Linked DNA regions of Mus musculus: region 2 is linked to region 1. The links are chromatin contacts, called in public ChIA-PET maps. All regions are on one chromosome and are shown on one strand. The core of a region is the stretch at or near the end of the contact, and the rest is flanking DNA. Distances in the headings are between cores, read along the strand shown. Region 1 has its middle 41 kb from the start of Ext1. Region 2 overlaps Samd12 (sterile alpha motif domain containing 12).

Region 1 (3,216 bases), core at 268-2,767:
ATATATTGTCCTGGCTATTATTATTTTTTCTTTGTTTTTGTTTTGTTTTCTCTTGTTTTAGCCTGGGGTCTTGATATCTTGTTTTGGAATGATTGTACTTCTAGGTTTGGAGTGATCGTAATTCTTATACTTATTGGGTGAGTGTTTTGCTCCTCGGTTTCTGTTGCCCATTCTGGTTTTTAGGAAGATATAGTGGCTGTGTGTCAGCTCCTAGGGAGTCCTCACAATTTTCTAGATGTGCCACCTAGAGGTTGCAGGAAAAATGTGTTCCTAGGTATTTGGAGCTGAAATATGGATGGGCTGTAGTGGAGGTTGCTAAGAAGGTCCACAGGAGGATGGAAGGCAGGGTGTGCTATCAGAACCTGCTTAGTTCCCTGGAATGGGGGCAGAGAGTGAGGAGAGGCCACGGTAGGTAGCCTGCTTCAGAGCTAGGATAATGCTGTGGAGATGGATTTGGAGGGGAGGAAGTAAAGATTTGAAGCTCACCTACCTGCTTTGCAGGCCTAGCTGCTTCTCTGGCAAGCTTGCCTGGGGAATTCCCAGGGGATGCCTGCTGGAGTTGGGTATTGAATGAATGGGTGGGGGATGGGTGGGGTGGAAATCTGGAGAAGAGCTACATGATCTACTGAAGTTAGGGACAGAGAGGAGGGGGAGACCACAGTAGATGGTCTGCTACAGAGTTAGGGCTAAGACAAGCAATTGGATTTAGAGGGGAAGAGGGAGAGGAGAAGGGTCACAGTTAGGCTACCTGCTAACTTGGTTGGAGTGGCCTGCCGGTTTCTAGGGCACTTAAAGAGGTGGTGGGTCACACCTTTAATGCCAGCACTCAGGAGGCAGAGGCAGTTGGATGTCTATGAATCCAAGACCAGCCTGGTCTACAGATAGAATTCCAGGACATCCAAGGCTTCTCAGAGAAATCCTGCTCAACAAACAAACAAACAAACAAACAAGATTCTTACAAACACCTGGAGTTGATAAACCCTAACATATGATTAGGAAAGGTTTTCTGTTCATTCTCAGGAGAGGGCTTTGCAACTCTCCTAGAACTTTGAACCTCTTGTTTCCACTGCCAAAGCTAACAAATGTTAGAATCAGACTCCGACTCCTCAACAGTGTATAAGTCATGTACTGAGATGACATAACCTTTTTAAGAATCAATTTCAACATTGATTTTGCATTCAAACCCTACTTTCATCTCCACAAAGACCATCTATTTCTGTATCATTCTCTCTGAAAAGGTGCCACTTGCCTTCTGTCATTCAATTCCCTTCAATCCTTCAATCCCTAGTCATCTCCGTGAGCATCCCTAATGATTACTTCCGGCCATACTCACAGCCATATTCTTCATATCTATGGAGTGCTTGATTTACTTACTGCAGAGCTTGTGCTAGGACTGACTGGAACACAGTGGTGAGTTGCACAATTTAGATCAATGCTCACTTCTAGTCCAACAGAACAGAGTGTTTGCTTCCTGTTTCTGCAACGAGTTCATGTATTCTTGTTTTAATCCTAACAATAGGTCACTGGCATGAATATCTGGCTGTCTTAGTGCAGCTAAACTCTTTGATGGGTGTGGCCATTCCTGTGTTGTACATTTGTGAAATCTATAATACAAGGCAATGGATTGAGCCTTTTGATGACTATCTACTTCTGTATATAAGTGAGTAATATCCTGTGTCATAAGAGATGGCGAGATAGAAAGACGAATGAGGGAAGAAGAGATACGTTTAGACCTGGACTGCCAGGAGCACAGATTGTAGATTTATTCAAATAATGAATAATGATACTGAATAAGGCGCAGGTACGAGCTAGGGCCTGCTGACTGCCAAACTCACCGAGGAAGTGTGATGGTGAACCACTAATGACTGAATGAGTCAGCTCACCCTAACTTGTTTAAGCGGATCCATGTCATGACAATGACATCATGAAGTTTATAACATTAAAATGAGTTTCCACAGGTTGATTCTCTGATTTATTGGGACTTACCTGGGCTGTGTCGAATGGACACATGGCAGCTAAATGCTACAAAGGGTGGGTTCTCTTCATTTATAGTAACTGTGTATTGCAGAATTTGTTCCCAGTATTAGTTACTTTGCATACTAAGTCAATTTGCATAAATGGTTTTGCAATATATAAAATCCATATGACTGTGGGATTAGTTATGTAAAAACCCCAAGTCAGTTTAAGTAAACATTTTTTTTTTTTTGCACAAATGTTAAAATTATTTGATTAAATCCTGGAGAGATGGCCCAGCAGTTAAGAGTTCATACTGCTCTTGCAGAGGATCTCAGCTTGCTTCCCATAACACATATCAGGTAGTTCACCATTGCTTTCAACTCCAGCTCCTGGGGATGAAATAAATCTGGCCTCCCAGGCACCTGTACTCGTGAGGACAGACCACAGCAGATCCATACACACACACCTTATTAAAAATAAAATAAATGGCTTTTAAAAATCGAAAATAGATTTTTTTTTTATATTCTGAATTTGGTTTTCCCTTCCTGAACTTCTCCCAGATCTTCTCCAACTCTCCACCCAACCCAAATCTACACCATTTCTTTCCCTGTCTCAATAGAGTAGAAATGGGCATAGAATATAATATGATATAATATCTAATCAAACTGGGATAGAATAAAACGAACAAATTACCAAGAGAAAAAGAGCCAAAGAAAAAGTACAGAAAATTATAGGACTGGAGAGATGGTTCAGAGGTTAAGAGCACTGATTGCTCTCCCAAAGGTCCCGAGTTCAATTCCCAACAACCACATGGTGGCTCACAACATCTGTAATGGATCCAATAGCCTCTTCTGATGTATTTGAAGAAAGTGACAGTGTACTCACATACATAAAATAAATAAATCTTTAAAAAAATACTTATAGATGCAAAGATACACACTTTTGCATACACAGAAATCCCATAAAAACACAAGATCGAAAATATATGCAAAAGACCTGTAAGAGAGAGAAAAAAAAAAACCAGAGTGAAAGAAAGAAAATAAAGATGATGCCCATACAAAGCACACAAGGCAAGGAACATCCAAATTGCCATTGTGCTCATTTTGTGTTACCCTTCTTCCACTGGACCTGGGACCTGCCCTTATGATCTATTGGAGAAAATTAATTTTTCCATTATGAGCAGTTATCAGTTGTAGATAGCTTCTAGGATAGGGAGGTGGGTTCATTTCTACTTCCCTCCTCATTACTGGGACTCTAGGT
Region 2 (3,216 bases), core at 496-2,995, 290 kb after region 1:
CACTGTATGGAAACAGCATTCATTTGAGTAAGAAAGTTTTCGTACTCTAGAGCGTAACAAAGGCAGTCAACTTGTTGATTCCTCATTTAGTAAATACAGGGTTTTATATAATAACTTTCTTTCCATCAGGAGATACTTGGATATAAATAAAAGTCATATGCCTCACAGTAGCATGGGGATTTAGCACTGCACCTTGCAGAAATCTGTGTCTTCTCCACAATTGAAATGAGCTTGCGTTTACAATGGAAATGTCACTCTTTGTATGCAGAGCAGTGGAGCATAGCAGAACACATGCCTTCAGCAAAAAAAATATCTGTAAATCAACACACACTGCACTGTGGTGTGGCTGTAAGAACATGTACCCTCACAAGTCAGGAGACAGCCCTGTCAAAGGAAGGGCTTGTTCCAATGAATACTGATCAGCTGCTAAAAACAGAACAGAGATTGAGAAAACATCTTATAACTGATAAATGTATTGCTCCCATAACATCAACAGCTTGAATTCAATGAAAACTGTATTGGTTAAATTAAGTCCTCTACATAAAGATGTCAAATGTTACAACTTCACTATTACAGTGAAGAATAGCTTTGGAATGTGCCTAAACTGAAGAACAGGAGACACCATCTTTGGAATGACTTTACAGAATTGTTATGTCTGAAATCATAAATCTCTAATGGAACATCAGATCTTGTTTGTTTGGGGTTGGATTTTACAGTGGCAGGCCATCCTGATTCAAGGCATCTTGAACCATTTCTGTAATTTGCCTCTAACAGAAGCAATATAACTGAAAGGAATGCTCCTAGTCCCCTCCCCTATTTATAAAAAGAAATGGGGTGCTGCTGAAAGTTAGAATTTATCACACTTCATTCAGGTTATTATTGATAGCAAGGTAATGGTCTTCCTGGTTTCTTTTGCTTTGGATCCCATGTCTCATTTCTGGATTGTAATATTACATTTCTGAGGTTTACCTAAAATATGACAACATTTAAAATTTATAAGGACATGCAAATTAGATCTATAAGAACTCGACTTTTAAATGAGTTATGCCATGCTATCAGTTGTGAGCACATACCTTCCAAGAATATGGAGACTGATAACATGTCCACCAGATGTGTTTCACCTTGAGGTTCGTTCCATTTATAGAATATGTCCTTGCCACTTAGAAATGTACCTCCATGATCTTTCAGTCCAAGTTTTAAGTAAGTTTTTCCTTGAGCTAGTTTTACATTTCCTTGATTTCTTCTTTATAAATTATGTTTTTGATATATAAAACTACACTTTTTTGTCTTTTCATGTGAAACAACATATGTTTTCAAGATGAAGTTCTAAACAGTCTATTCTATTTAATTATGAAAACCTAGGCAACATATGGGAGTCACAGGGGAGGAAGGGCGACAGAAAGAAATAATTCAGTCTTACAAAACCAGTGAAATTAGACATAGAAAAGGCTTATTAGGTCATCTATCAAAGAAAGCTCAGATTGAATATGCCAGAGAGGTCGGGTCACCCGAGGTACCTCTAATCTTCTCATAGAGGAAGTAAAAGCGAACAGTTAAGGAGCAGAACCCTTAATCAAAGGCAAGTCCTCATAGATCAAAATATCAGAGAGAAATATGTAAGACACCAAGGCAAGGCAAATAGAGAAACCGCACTGACACATCAAGGAGACAGAAGCATAGATGAATGTTTCCTAGCTCAATAGGCCAGTCATGTATAATAACCACACTGGCAAAATGCCCAGGGATCAAGGGCACTCTGACAGTCAAACAAGCCAGAGGGTCAAAGGCCATGGAGTGTCACGATGTGTGTAAAACCTGGCCCTTTTATCTATGGAATGTCACAGATCCCTTAGCAATCTCTGGTCCTGATTTTCATCCAGTAAAAAGCAACATGTAGAAGCAGATGTTGAGTGTATACTGGGAAGGACATAGGAGGTAAGAGTCTCTGTGCTGATAAAGGACAGAGCAGTGTGGCTGGTGTTTGCCAAGGTAATCAGAGCAGAACTACCCAGCAACACTGTCTTCACATGGTACCCAATGACCTGTAATGACAAAATCCTTGGATAAAGCAAAGTCTTGTTGATCTCTTATTGCTTTTCTTCACTAAAGATATTGATAATAATATCAATATCTTACTAGCATCTTAAACAGAGACAACTGCAGGGTTACACGATTAGATGGGGAACAATGTTCTAGTGAATAGTATCTAAAACCGTACCACAATCCCTGTCAAGCATCCACCTCCAGGTCCTGCTCTGTGAACTGGGGACTGAGCTTTGCTCATGATTGATCACATCTGTCCACAGTAACACTGAAGCCAGCAGCTGCCTGTGTCAGGATCCCAGCAGCTAACCAAGAGTCTGCCCCAAGAATTCAAGAGTACTTGCCAATTTTAGCCAGGTCACTGTTGCAACTGAACTAATAAAAGACAAAAGGAAGGGCAGAGGGGAAGCCATCCTAATATATTGAGCAAACCAGGGTACAACTCTCAATGGAAATAGGGAACAGTGTCTTCAATCCTTCTAAAATCCTGTGAATAAGTTTTGCATGTATAAAATAATTAATAGAATTTTTTTTAAAGCTGAAGAATAGGAGTTTAGCAGTAAAATGCTTCAGAATTAATGGGCGAACATTGAAGACTACATACATTAAGTTGTCTTCTCCCAAGTTTTTATATGTTAAAAAAATAACAAAAAGAAAGAATACTAGTAGTTTTTATTTAATAATGTTATAAAAAAGTGAGGAATAAATAAGAAGTTTTATATCTGTATACACTTAGAACCTGCCATTCAGGAAGGCCCTAGGAAGAGTGGCTACCATCAAACTAAAAACAAATGAAAATTACCAAGGAAGAAATTTCTTAAAATGAATTGTGAATATTAAGACAAAATGAAGTGATAGGGTAAATTGTAATGATTGGGACTCTCAGGCCTACCTTGACTTAATATGATGAAGGACATCAGAAAAGTGAGAGGAATTAGGGAATCCTGGGGTGGTAGAAACAACCTATATTCTCAGAGAAGAACCATAAACTTGCTCTTCAGCCATGTGTTTCTTAATGACAGCACTGTTTCCTTGTTATTCTAACATAGGCAATACACTTAAGTTTTATGAAATTAAGTCTCAAGATGATGCTGTTTGAGTTTTAATATTATCATGCTCATTATTCTGTGACTTTCTTAGATCAATGTTCTGCTGGTTTTTTTTTTTTCCTAA

What was found. ChIA-PET counts read pairs in DNA pulled down with a chosen protein or histone mark.
Region 2: a contact with region 1 is called in an REV-ERBa ChIA-PET map of liver, with 6 times the contacts expected there. The contact joins two enhancer-like sites. A contact is called at or near these places in 2 of 15 datasets of contacts at CTCF or cohesin (the NIH/3T3 cell line and large pre-B cells), 6 of 484 Hi-C or Micro-C datasets (B cells, bone marrow-derived macrophages, epidermal suprabasal cells and 2 more) and 2 of 115 datasets of contacts at active chromatin or transcription factors (liver and pancreatic cancer cells).

Annotation. Positions count from the first base shown.
Region 1 is chr15:53,385,459-53,388,674 of GRCm38.p6, forward strand. No RefSeq gene overlaps it. Among named protein-coding and RNA genes, the nearest start is that of Ext1, 41 kb to the left of the region's middle. Within about 2 kb of position 1,518, at least 11 of the 459 cell types and tissues checked have an H3K27ac peak or open chromatin away from gene starts, as enhancers often do. A contact at or near this core is called in liver, where this site is marked.
Region 2 is chr15:53,678,531-53,681,746 of GRCm38.p6, forward strand. The region is part of intron 3 of Samd12 (sterile alpha motif domain containing 12); the gene reads right to left. Among named protein-coding and RNA genes, the nearest start is that of Mir28c, 66 kb to the left of the region's middle. Within about 2 kb of position 1,746, at least 12 of the 459 cell types and tissues checked have an H3K27ac peak or open chromatin away from gene starts, as enhancers often do. A contact at or near this core is called in liver, where this site is marked.